Linked DNA regions of Macaca mulatta: all the other regions are linked to region 1. Evidence: chromatin contacts called from public Hi-C data. All regions are on one chromosome and are shown on one strand. The core of a region is the stretch at or near the end of the contact, and the rest is flanking DNA. Distances in the headings are between cores, read along the strand shown.

Evidence for each region. A called contact is a pair of places that touch in the nucleus more often than the background predicts.
Region 2: a contact with region 1 is called in a Hi-C map of fetal cortex germinal zone, with 3 times the contacts expected there. The contact joins the enhancer-like site here to the promoter of SMG7 in region 1. A contact is called at or near these places in 2 of 14 Hi-C or Micro-C datasets (fetal cortex germinal zone and fetal cortical plate).
Region 3: a contact with region 1 is called in a Hi-C map of fetal cortex germinal zone, with 4 times the contacts expected there. The contact joins the promoter of ARPC5 here to the promoter of SMG7 in region 1. A contact is called at or near these places in 6 of 14 Hi-C or Micro-C datasets (CD4 T cells, blood, cortical neurons and 3 more).

Annotation. Positions count from the first base shown.
Region 1 is chr1:40,946,055-40,949,612 of T2T-MMU8v2.0, forward strand. SMG7 (SMG7 nonsense mediated mRNA decay factor) reads left to right here and starts at 1,867. Exons shown (of 21, transcript XM_078001388.1): 1 at 1,867-2,003.
Region 2 is chr1:40,745,140-40,748,697 of T2T-MMU8v2.0, forward strand. NMNAT2 (nicotinamide nucleotide adenylyltransferase 2) reads right to left here. Exons shown (of 11, transcript XM_078001201.1): 5 at 917-1,043. Among named protein-coding and RNA genes, the nearest start is that of LAMC2, 110 kb to the left of the region's middle. Within about 2 kb of position 1,717, at least 11 of the 40 cell types and tissues checked have an H3K27ac peak or open chromatin away from gene starts, as enhancers often do. A contact at or near this core is called in fetal cortex germinal zone and fetal cortical plate, where this site is marked.
Region 3 is chr1:41,109,081-41,112,638 of T2T-MMU8v2.0, forward strand. ARPC5 (actin related protein 2/3 complex subunit 5) reads right to left here and starts at 2,040. Exons shown (of 4, transcript XR_013417097.1): 1 at 810-2,040. It overlaps RGL1 (ral guanine nucleotide dissociation stimulator like 1), which reads left to right and starts at 2,365. Exons shown (of 19, transcript NM_001266879.1): 1 at 2,365-2,735.

The DNA.
Region 1 (3,558 bases), core at 617-3,116:
CTATGAGGGCTGCATTCTTGGAAGGTTTTATATAGTTACATATCCTAAAGTACTTTGGGATAGCTCCTTAAATGACTCCACAATACGAACCGAAAATATAACTTGTAAAATGTCAATTTCTTCAAGCCATGAATGATGAATTTTCCAGCTATTTCTCGTATACTCCATATTATTATTGACTTCGTTCTTTATTTCGGCTTTTTGGCCCGAAACCTGACACAAAACACACATAATAAATATCCAAAAAGATTTATTCTAAGAATGAAATTTCTTTTCCTAGTCTCCTTTCATCAGACAGATCTGTCTAGGGTTCTTCCTTATACTCTTTTATCCAATGTTTTCCTCTCTAACCCAACGACACAGAATGACGACTTTTAAAACACTGCAGACCCGTGAGAGGAGAAAGGTTGCAGAGGAGGGAGGAACTTGGAGGTCTGCCTTTAATAATCAAGCAGGATCCCCACTGCGGGTGCCTATCAGAGTTATGGCGATAGTCAGCCTTCCGGTTAGTCCCCGACTTAAATGATAGAAAACACGTGTTACCCTTCTAGGATGCGTTCCTACCCTCACCCTGGCCTCCTCGCAGCAGGATCGCGACAGCTAGGTCAGGAGGGAGTACGCGGGTGGGGTGGATTTGGGGGAGGGGTTGACTCGCCAAAAGTCGGCTATCCCCGTCGGCAGGGGAGGCATCACGGCTGTCGTGTGCCGCTCTCCTCCCTCAGGGACCCCGTTCAGGCGGGATCCCGCCTCCCAGAGCCCAAGGCAGTTGTGGGGAAACCCCTTGCCCTTCCTCGCCGCTTGGCACTGCCGCCTCGCTCTCCAGCCCGCCGCCCGCCAGCCTCCAGGCCATGCATCTTCTTCGCAGGCCCAGCCCTCTCCACGCCCGGCTCTGAGAGGAAACTATGGAGGTGGTTCCCGCCTGCAGGCGGGTGGAAAAGCCCATGGTGAATGCCTCGGGGTGTCCCCCCAGTTGCTGTGAGAAGTGGGAAGGGAGGAGGAAGTGGACTTCACCACCGGGGAGAACTACCTCTATTCCTAACTTGGGGGAGGCCTTTAGATGGAAGGGAAGCCAACGGGGAACCCTGGGCGGTTTCCAGGGAATCCATTGGCCAAGGGGAGGGTCACCCTGTCCGCACACACTGGTTACTATGACAATACAACCACAGCCTCCAGTTGCCATGGCAGCTGTCTATCCAATCCGATTCTTTTCTTTTCTCTTCCTCTCCGGGCCCCACCTTATCCCCTCCAAGAGTCTCCCAGCGTGCATGGGGAGGGGCTGCAGAGAAGAGGAAAGGGGGTCCTTCGAGTCACTCTCTACGCGCGAGAGAAGACAAGAGTCGAGGGACTGCTGGGAGGAACTGTAGGAGGAAGGGGCGGCGTTTCCGGTGGGGAAGAGTGGAGGCGTGCAAAAAGGAAGAGAGAAATCCGCTGGAGTGATAAGAAGGGGGAAGACTTTGAGTGTAACTCCCGGTTCTTTGGGCCTCGGTGTTCTTGGTGGGGTTGGGATTGCCCCCTTGCGCGGGAGGAGAAGGGTGGATTGGCAGGAAGCCTCCAAGCGCCACCAGCCGGTAGCTCAGAAGCCGCACACGCGCCACACAGCTCGTTGATCCCAAAAGGGAGCGCTACAGAGAGGCGGAAATCACCGGGAGAGACAGGCGCTGCTGAAATCTCGCGAGAGGGAGCCCCCCTCGTAGCCGACTTCCTTCCTCTGCTTCTCCTCTTTCCCCCGCCCCTCCTCCCTCCTCCTCCCCCCTGGGTCGGAGTGTCCCTGCGCCCCACGGGCCGGAGCAGCAGCGAAAGCAGCTTTCCCCGCTCCCTCCCCCTCGCCTCATTCACCCCCACCCCCTTGCCGAGCGAGGAGGAGCCGGAGGAGAGGAAGATGGCGGCGGCCGCCAGCACCCGCGGTGCCGCGGGGCCGCTCCGAGGAGCCTGAGAGACCCACGGAGGCTTCGCGGGAAGACGCGGCGGCGGAGGATGAGCCTGCAGAGCGCGCAGTACCTCCGGTGAGTGCCGAGGCCGGCCTGGTACGTAGGGGGAGCGGGCCGCGGGTTGGGGCATGGAGCAACAGACACCGAGGTGGTAAGTCCGGGGTGGCGGGGGAGTTGCTGCGTCCTCTCCTCGCCGGGCAGGGCGGCGGGGGCTGCATGGGGATCTGCGGGAGGGGGCGGAACGGGTATGGGTGCCTAAACCCCCACCGGCCGGGCTGAGCTCTGGCGAAGCCTGCTCGTCCCGGTGCGAGGAGGGAGGTTGAGGAAGCGTGAGAATGTCTGTGCGCGCGCGCCCGTGGTCTCGGGCTCGCTAGCGAGGGGTGGAGAGAAACGTCCGGGGAGGCAGCGGCGACCCCGAGTGGAGGTGGGTGTGGAGGAGTCTGATCCCCGTGGCAGGGGACTCGTGGTGTGGCGTGGGATTGGTTGGAGCGATGCATGAGTAGAGGACGGGGAGGAAGTCTGCACACCTGGGGAGTTGGGGCGGGGTAACCGAGGAGGGCAGACAGAAGGAGAGGGAGACCGCAGGAAACTGGAGCTTGTTCTTCATTCTAGGGTTGGGAGTATTAAGGAATAATGTCATCTGTAGTTGGCGGTGTGGGGAGGGGATGAAGAAGGGGACTAGATGGGGAAGTGAGGAAAGAGGGAGGCACTGTGGACAAGGTTGGGTTTTTCAGAAGAAACTGGGTTAGAATCAGTGTAGTTGGAAGATACCATTCTGAGAGTCGTGTACATTCATTAAGAGTGGTGTAAGGAACTTACACCAGAGGTATGTCAGAGGTAGAGTGACACATGGATATAGTGTGTGTGTATGCGAGATGTGTGTTTGGGGTGGGGGGGCGGCTACTGATGCACATTTCAGAAAGAAGATGTAGATAGGTTGAACTTAGTACATGATGGCGAGAACATATTGAATGGAAGGACACCAGCTTTTGTGCAGCCAGAAAGGTTCCATGGAAGCTGAGTAAGAGCTTGGAGGCAGAGGTAAAGTGGGTCAAAAATCTTGATAACAGAGAAAAGTAAGGTTGTTAGATCCTGAAATTAACTGGGGAGTGACTAGAAAAGGGGAAGACTTTAAAATTGGTCCTTTTTGTCTTTCAGGAGCAGAACTAAGAAAGGGAGGCCTTATGGAAAGATGTTTTTAAAAAACTTGTTTCATACCTTGCGGAGGAGGGAGTTGGATGAGGTTGAAGTCTGAAATGAGTGGAAAAGTCACTTTATCTGTTTAGTGACGTGAACGTATTGATGTGTGTGGATCCCTATATGTATATTGCAAGAGGTGTGTAGTTACATGATACATAGGGTAGCCATTATAATTTTTAAAGTAGTAAAGTTTTATTAAGCATAATAGGGAGAGGAAAGAATGAGATATTTGAACTATGCTTGAATGCTTGATTTTAACACAACATATATGCCCAGTGACCATAGTACAGTTGGAATGATGTCTGTAATTTGAGGCCCTTTTTTTCATCTCAAATATTCTTTTGTTGTTTAATATTTCAAATAAATACAGCTATGACAAAGATCTGTTGTAGGTGCTATAGAGAGATATGGAAACCATCAGGGTGCTGAT
Region 2 (3,558 bases), core at 467-2,966, 200 kb before region 1:
AAATTCATGTATGTTTTTTTTTTTTTTTTTTTTTTTTTTTTTTTTTTTGACACGGAGTCTCGCTCTGTCGCCCAGGCTGGAGTGCAGTGGCCGGATCTCAGCTCACTGCAAGCTCCGCCTCCCGGGTTCACGCCATTCTCCTGCCTCAGCCTCCCGAGTAGCTGGGACTACAGGCGCCCGCCACCTCGCCCGGCTAGTTTTTTTTGTATTTTTTAGTAGAGACGGGGTTTCACCGTGTTAGCCAGGATGGTCTCGATCTCCTGACCTCGTGATCCGCCCGTCTCGGCCTCCCAAAGTGCTGGGATTACAGGCTTGAGCCACCGCGCCCGGCCTCATGTATGTTTTTGAGACAGGGTCTCACTCTGTCTCCCAGCCTAGAGTGCAGTGGCACAATCCCCCACTCCCTGCAACCTCTGCCTCCTGGGCTCAAGAGATCCTCCCACCTCAGCCGTCTGAGTAGCTGGGACTACAGGCATGTGCCACCATGCCTGGTTAATTTTTGTTGTTGTTATTATTATTATTATTTGGTAGAGGTGGGGTTTCATCATGTTGCCCAGGCTACTCTCAAACTCCTGGGCTCAAGCCATCCACCCACCTCAGCTTCCTAAAGTGCTGGGATCACAGGCGTGAGCCACCAGGCCTGGCCCTATGCTTATATTTAAATGCAAGAGAAGAGTGCACACCACCACCTGCCTCTCTCTGATTGTGACTGGTTTGCTCTGATGCTCAGTATTCAGGGTTCTCAAAGTATTGTCTGTGGACTAGCAGCATCAGCAGCACCTTGTTAAAAATACAAGTCCTCTTTCCCCTCCCAGACCTACTGAATCAAGTTCTGGATGGATCCCAGCAATCACTATTTTAACAAGCCCTCCACATGATTCTGAGGTTTGGGTACCCCACATCAGTGTTCCCCTACCTGCAGTGGGCTTGGTGGGCACGTTGCTGTTCTGGTAAATGGGCTGGGGGGTCTCGTTTTGTGGCTGTCCGATCACAGGCGTCATGGAAGGTGTGTTGACATTGGAGAGGATGCAGCCAGTCACCCTCTAGGGAGAGGGAGAAGAGTGTTATTAGCCACATGACTTTGAGAATCATTTCAAAGTTATTTCCAAATGGTTATCTGCTTGTCCATCATGGAGAGGCCACCCAGAGCTGAGGAAGAGCCCTGGGGATGGTTCTAGACCCAGCTGCATCACGTGGTCGCTAGGCTGGCAGGAGTAGCTCAGTAGGAAAAGCATGAGATGTGGTGTTATAATGGGTCCTGGGGCCAAATTTGGGCTCTGCCTCCTAGCTATGTGAGCTTGGACAGTTACTTCATCGCTCCTGAACCTCAACTCAGGAGTCTAACCATATACCCGCCTTTTCCAATTGTGGTCGGGTCGCACAGGCGAGCATATGCAAAGTGCCTGTGGGGTGCCTGACACATGGCAGGAGCTCCGTCAGCAGCAGGCGATGCTGGAACCTTCTGTGTAACATGAATATCTGCCCTCCCCAAATGTTTCATGGGGCTCAAATGAGATCATGTCTGCAAAAGGGCTCTGTAAGCTTGGGAAAGGTCATACAAACACAAGGCAATATCACCACCTGCGGCTTCTTCAGGCCAGAGTTGTCAGTAACACAGCCAAGCAAGAGGGAGAGCGGTGCCAGGCAGCACAGGATGTGTTTGTGCTGCGGGAAGCAGGGTGGGTGGGTTCTGAGCACTCTCTCGCCTGCTCAGTGTGAATACACATGCCAGAGCCAAGCGGAAATTCTGTGTGCATTATCCATTGTCCTGAGTTATCTGCCAGGCTACTCCTCGCCAGTGCTGCAGAAAACACAGAGCTGATAAGACAGCATTCCTCACAGCTGACCCACCAGCAACCCCACTGGGCCGAGGCGACGGGGAGAGTGGCTGTTGGGCAATAGAGAAACAAAGGATGAATTCCCAATCTCTTTAGCTTCACAAGGGCCACTGCTTATTCGAGGTTTCTTTATTCCCAAAAGCCAGCTGCCTGGGTACCCACCACCCACTCCTGCACGCCACCCTTTCTGGATTCAGATTCTGCTGCCAGGGGACCCCCAGGCCTAAGGCTGGGGTGATCTTCTAGGCACCTGTTCCACAGGCCATCCTGTGGGCAGAGCAGTGTGTGAGTCCTTCTCAGCCCTAGAGGGGCAGGCATTTGTCCTGTGGGGTAACCTGTCACCTTTGTAAGACTCCTGATAGGAGGAGGTCACATCTGACCACATCTGGGAGCCAGCTGAGGTGGGTACCGTGGGATCTTTTCACCTCTCGGTGGGCTTCTTTTCCCAGCTGTGGCTGGTGGGGTGGAAGGGGTGGTCTGCCTCCATTATTATTTCACCAGCAGAAAAGAAAACACTGCATTCCTGTTTCCTGACTGGTCTGGTAGCTGAGGAGTTTCTTCCTCTTGCTGCACTGTGGGTCCCATTTGACTTGTTCTATCTCAGAGAAGTAGAAAATGGCTGGCTGCACTCCCTGATCCTGCCCTCGCCAGCCCCCATGGGTTCCTGCGTTCTCAGAGGCCTTGACATTGGAGAGTTGTCCCAAGTCACCTGTTAAGTCATGCATCTATCTCTGCGGTTGGTCTACTCTGCATGCCGGGAACACCTGCCTCATGCTTGCTAGGAGTTTGAAGGCTGAGAGTTCTTAGGAAGCAGCTCCAAGCTCTTACTCCAAGGCAGGGGGGCCAGCAGTGACCTACGTTCTTTGACAGCCTCTGCCCATTGCTGAAACAGCTGGGGCTCCTGGTGGAGCTTCTCTGGCCTAGACTCATACCCTGGGCATGAGTAACACAGGTAGAGTTCAGGAAGCCTGGGCATTTAGACAACAAATGATAGCCAGGCTTTCCAGCCAGTATTGCCAGCACTGAGGAATGCCTGCAGGGTCCCCATTCCTCCCTTCTGTCGTGGAGCCTGAGGCTTCTGTGTGACCAGAAAGAGCACAGGCCCACGGGTACTTCCCAGGTGACATGTAGTGTGAGAAATAAACTTGTGTGAAGTCACTGAGCTTTTAGGGATGTTTGTCATCACAGCACATCTTTGCCTATCCTGACAGATACACTCTTACACAGTGCCTTTCATTACTGCTATTGTGGAGACCAGCACAGAGGAGCAAGTCAGTGTGGCCCCAAGTCAGCCTCCTTTGAAGGGGACCAGAAGGGTCAGGATGTGTGAGAAAGGTTCTGAAAGCCAAAGGGAAAGGAAATTAGTTTTCTCCAATTGCATGGGGGAGAAAACAACAGACAGAGAACAGCCAGCTGGTCCTCTCTACCTCACTTGCCCTTGGCTCCCCAGGACAGAGCTCTGAAGCTCCACATCTGTTAAAATAAAGCCTGGCTGTGCACCTGGTGGAGTGTGGGGTGGTCAGGGGCTGCTCCCCAGGAAGGACATGGTGACAGGCCCTCTGGCAGCAAGGACACAGATGGGACAGAGGCTCTCCCTGTAGGAAGGCAGTGCCAGGTGGATGCTATCTGGGGCTGTGGAGGGCTCTGCTGCAGAGTCCGTGGAGGCGAGCAGAACTGATTGTTTGCTGTCTTGGTTGGTCAGGCTTCTCACCGTCGGTGG
Region 3 (3,558 bases), core at 790-3,289, 160 kb after region 1:
ACCAAACTTTTACTATATTCTATATTAACTGAAATGCTGGTAGAACATGCTGGCAGATTAGCAATCTCAATGATACACATTAGCAGTCTCTCAATATTGATGAAAAGAGGCATCACAGAAGATGTAATAATTCATATGTCCCTTAGGTGGCAGCTTAATTTTTTGCTTTAGATATTTTCTCTCATATTTCACAACGGTTATTCAAACTGTGTTAGACCATACCTATTAAATTCAGACTCTCTTTGAAAGCACTAGTGAGTTAGCAAGCATGAGAAACAGAAGGCCAATCAGACTGTCAGAATGTACCAGACATTCCCCTAAAAGGAAAACCACAGAGTTCACTTGTTCCTCCATCTCTAGTACCCCACCACTAGGGCTGTCTTTCCTGGCTGTATGTAAGGGTAAGAAAAGACAGTATCTTTTTATTTTAAGATGTACTGATCAAAAAGCGGATCCACTGATATGGACACAGCAGTCACCATAAATTACCTAAAATACATTGGGGTTTCATAAAACACCATCTATCCATCACAAATGTTTTTAGGAAGCATGTTCACCATTTATCTTCCGAAGAAAAAGTTCTCACACACACAAAATCTCTGGTTGACAAGCTGTTATTTTCAAGGCTGCAAGGATTTCTAGAGAAGCATGCCTCATGTGATTAGCTCATTTTGTATGACCCCAAGCACTTATTTAAATAATGCAAAAGAGCAACAGCTAATTAATTGTGAAAGTTGTGGCAATCAAAGGACTAGCTATATATTGATAAATGTCTAATGCTGTATTTAGGTGCCTTTAAAAAAGGATACTGTTGCCATTAAATATTTTCACTCACATTTTCCTCATATAACAGGACATTGAGTCTTCCTTATGAATACACCCAATAATTAGAAATGCATAAAAAGCCAGTGTTTGAGATTTTCTAAAACTATAGCTTCGGTTTTTTGCAACATTTACATTTTTCTAAAAAAGATGTAATGCAAATACGGAGTCAAAGTTATGAATATTCAAATATGCAAAAACAGAAACCGGGAACTGACAGCCATATTTTAACTAAAATGGAATCAATTTTAGGAATACAAAAAATTGTATTCATTCCCCTCCCCCGGTTAACAAATTCTGTGCAATGTATATTTTGTCAAATCCCCCCCTCCCTTTTTTTTCTTTTTTTAAAGGCCAATGGGCTGAAAGCATAGGGGACCTCAATTTTCAAACCGTACCATCTACCTTCTGCCCCCGGTAAGGAATAAACTATCTTAATGCTAGCAATAACAAAAACACAACAAAAAACAAAATCACTAAGGAAAGACGCAGGTTCCCCACAATCAGAAATTTCTGGAGCTAATGTGACTCCGGGAAATAGAGTTCTAGGAAGAAAAACTTAGGCGCTCGGCACCAGCCTTCCCCACCAGCCCGGGCCGCCTTCCCCAACGCCGCGAAGGCGCGGCCGGCGGGACCGGTTCCCGAGGCAGGCAGGCACTCGGGTGCAACCTGAGGAATCTGGGGGCGTGGAAGGCGCGCGGGGGAGGGCAGGCTTCCAAGAGTGGGACCCTCGCGTCTCCTGGCTCCTGAGTAGGAAACGGGGGCTTCCTCCTGCCCTCTCAGAGCGGGAGACCCCAAAGAGACAGGTTTAGCCGCAGGTAGACAGGGCAGCTCCGCGCCGGGGCCCCGCGGAACCTTCAGGCTCCCGGGTCTCTGGACAAGGGCGGGCTGGGCTGGGCTAGGGTGGGGAGGGCGGCGAATGCAAGGATATTGCCGTAGGCAGGAGTCCACCTCGCCCTCATCGGGCCCGGCCTGGCCGTCGCCCCCATCTTCTTCGTCCACGAACTTGTTCTCGTCATATTCATCCACGTCCACCTTCCGGAACCGGGCTGACGACACTGTGTTCTTCGACATCCCAATCCCTACCAGCGGCAAAGGCCTCTTCTTGGAGCTGCCTCTACCTCAGCAAGCCGAGCCCAGCAGCCCACTGCCCGGCGCCTGATTCACTTCCCTCTTCCGCTCTGGGGCGTCGCCGGCTGCCGTGGCTGGGACGGTTCTGGGCCTGCGCGCCAACCCTGCTGCTTCCTCCTCAGGTTCACGCTCTCCTGGCGCCTCCCACGCCGCCCCCACTCTTTCACGGAGAGCGCGCGCGGGGGAGGGAGGGCGCAGGACACAGCGCGCAGGCGCGGGCTCTCCGTAGGCAAGGGGCGGGGCTGGGCGAAGGAGGAGGGGGCGAGAGGGAGGGCCGAAACCTGGATCGCGGGCGGAGGTAAGAAACGATTGGTCGTCCGAGTGCGTCACGTGATTCCCAGGGGGTTCCCATAGAAACGCTTTTCTGCGGTCCAGTCTAGGGGGTCTGAGGTTGTCGGTGATGGGCAGCAGCGGCAGGTGGCATTGACTTTTGCTGCAGCCGTCAACGACCTGTCATCCGGGTCCTGCGTAAGGTCCGACTGGCTGGGACTTGGATGTGGGTGGGATGGACTTGGCTGCCGGACCGAGTGCCCTGCAGTTGGCAGGAGTATGAGGCGGAGTGATGCACACCCGGGCGCCCAGCATCGTTCTAATTGCCGGAGACGTTACCTCGGACTGTGCGCTGCTAGGGGCTGCGTTCCTGAGCGGGAAGCCCGTTTCCTGGGGTTGGAACTACCCTACTTGGCCAGCGGGAGGTCCCCAAGGACGGAGTCGAAAGGTCAAATCTTATCTGTCAGTGCTGTGTGACAGCATCACGACGGGATCTGCAGAACCTGAACTCGGTATCAAATCTACTGGGAGGGAGGGGAATGTGTCCGGGCAGGCGCTGGGGTCGGTTGGCAAAACTGGGGTGAATTTGTAGAATTTGGGAAAGGGTCATTGACATCTTAAAATAGGTGGTTGTTTGGAGCAAGAATGCTGAAAAGGGGTGAGGGTAGGTTAGGCTCTCTAGTGCTGGGGGAAAACAAAATGGGTAAGGATTGGTGGAAACCAGACCTTTAAGATTTATATTATGATTTAAGATTTATATGATTCCATCTAGGCCAGATTTTAAAAAAAATATTTGACATCCCCATTTCCGGAATGTAGGAGATAAAGGCACTAAGACGAAGGAAATGGTAGTTGTGCTGTGTGTATTACACTGAAGAACAAATATTTGCAGGATAAAATTAATTTGGACATTTGGCTGGACATTGCTCAGGTATGGGTCTAGTTTAGTTGGACCTCGAACAGAAGACTGGCTGTTGTCCTGTTGTGTGCCACAATCTTTGGTTTCCAGTGCTGTGTTGAAAAGAGCACTGGGCTTATAATCAGAAAACTCAGGCTTAAGTCTTGACTCTTCCGCTCATAATGTTTGAACGAGACATGTCACTTGAAATTCTGTCTCAGATTCCTCATCACCGAAATGGAGCTAATAATGTGCACTTTACAAGATTGTTCTTAGGATTAAATATCACGAAAGTGTTTCCAAGCTCTAAAATTCTACATAAATGTAAAATGCATGTTACTTGTACCATTGGTTTTGGGACTAGTCTTATAAATTGCTTAATAATATATGGTGTTTTATCTTGTTCCTGGAAGAGATGGAAAGATTCTGAAGGGCAG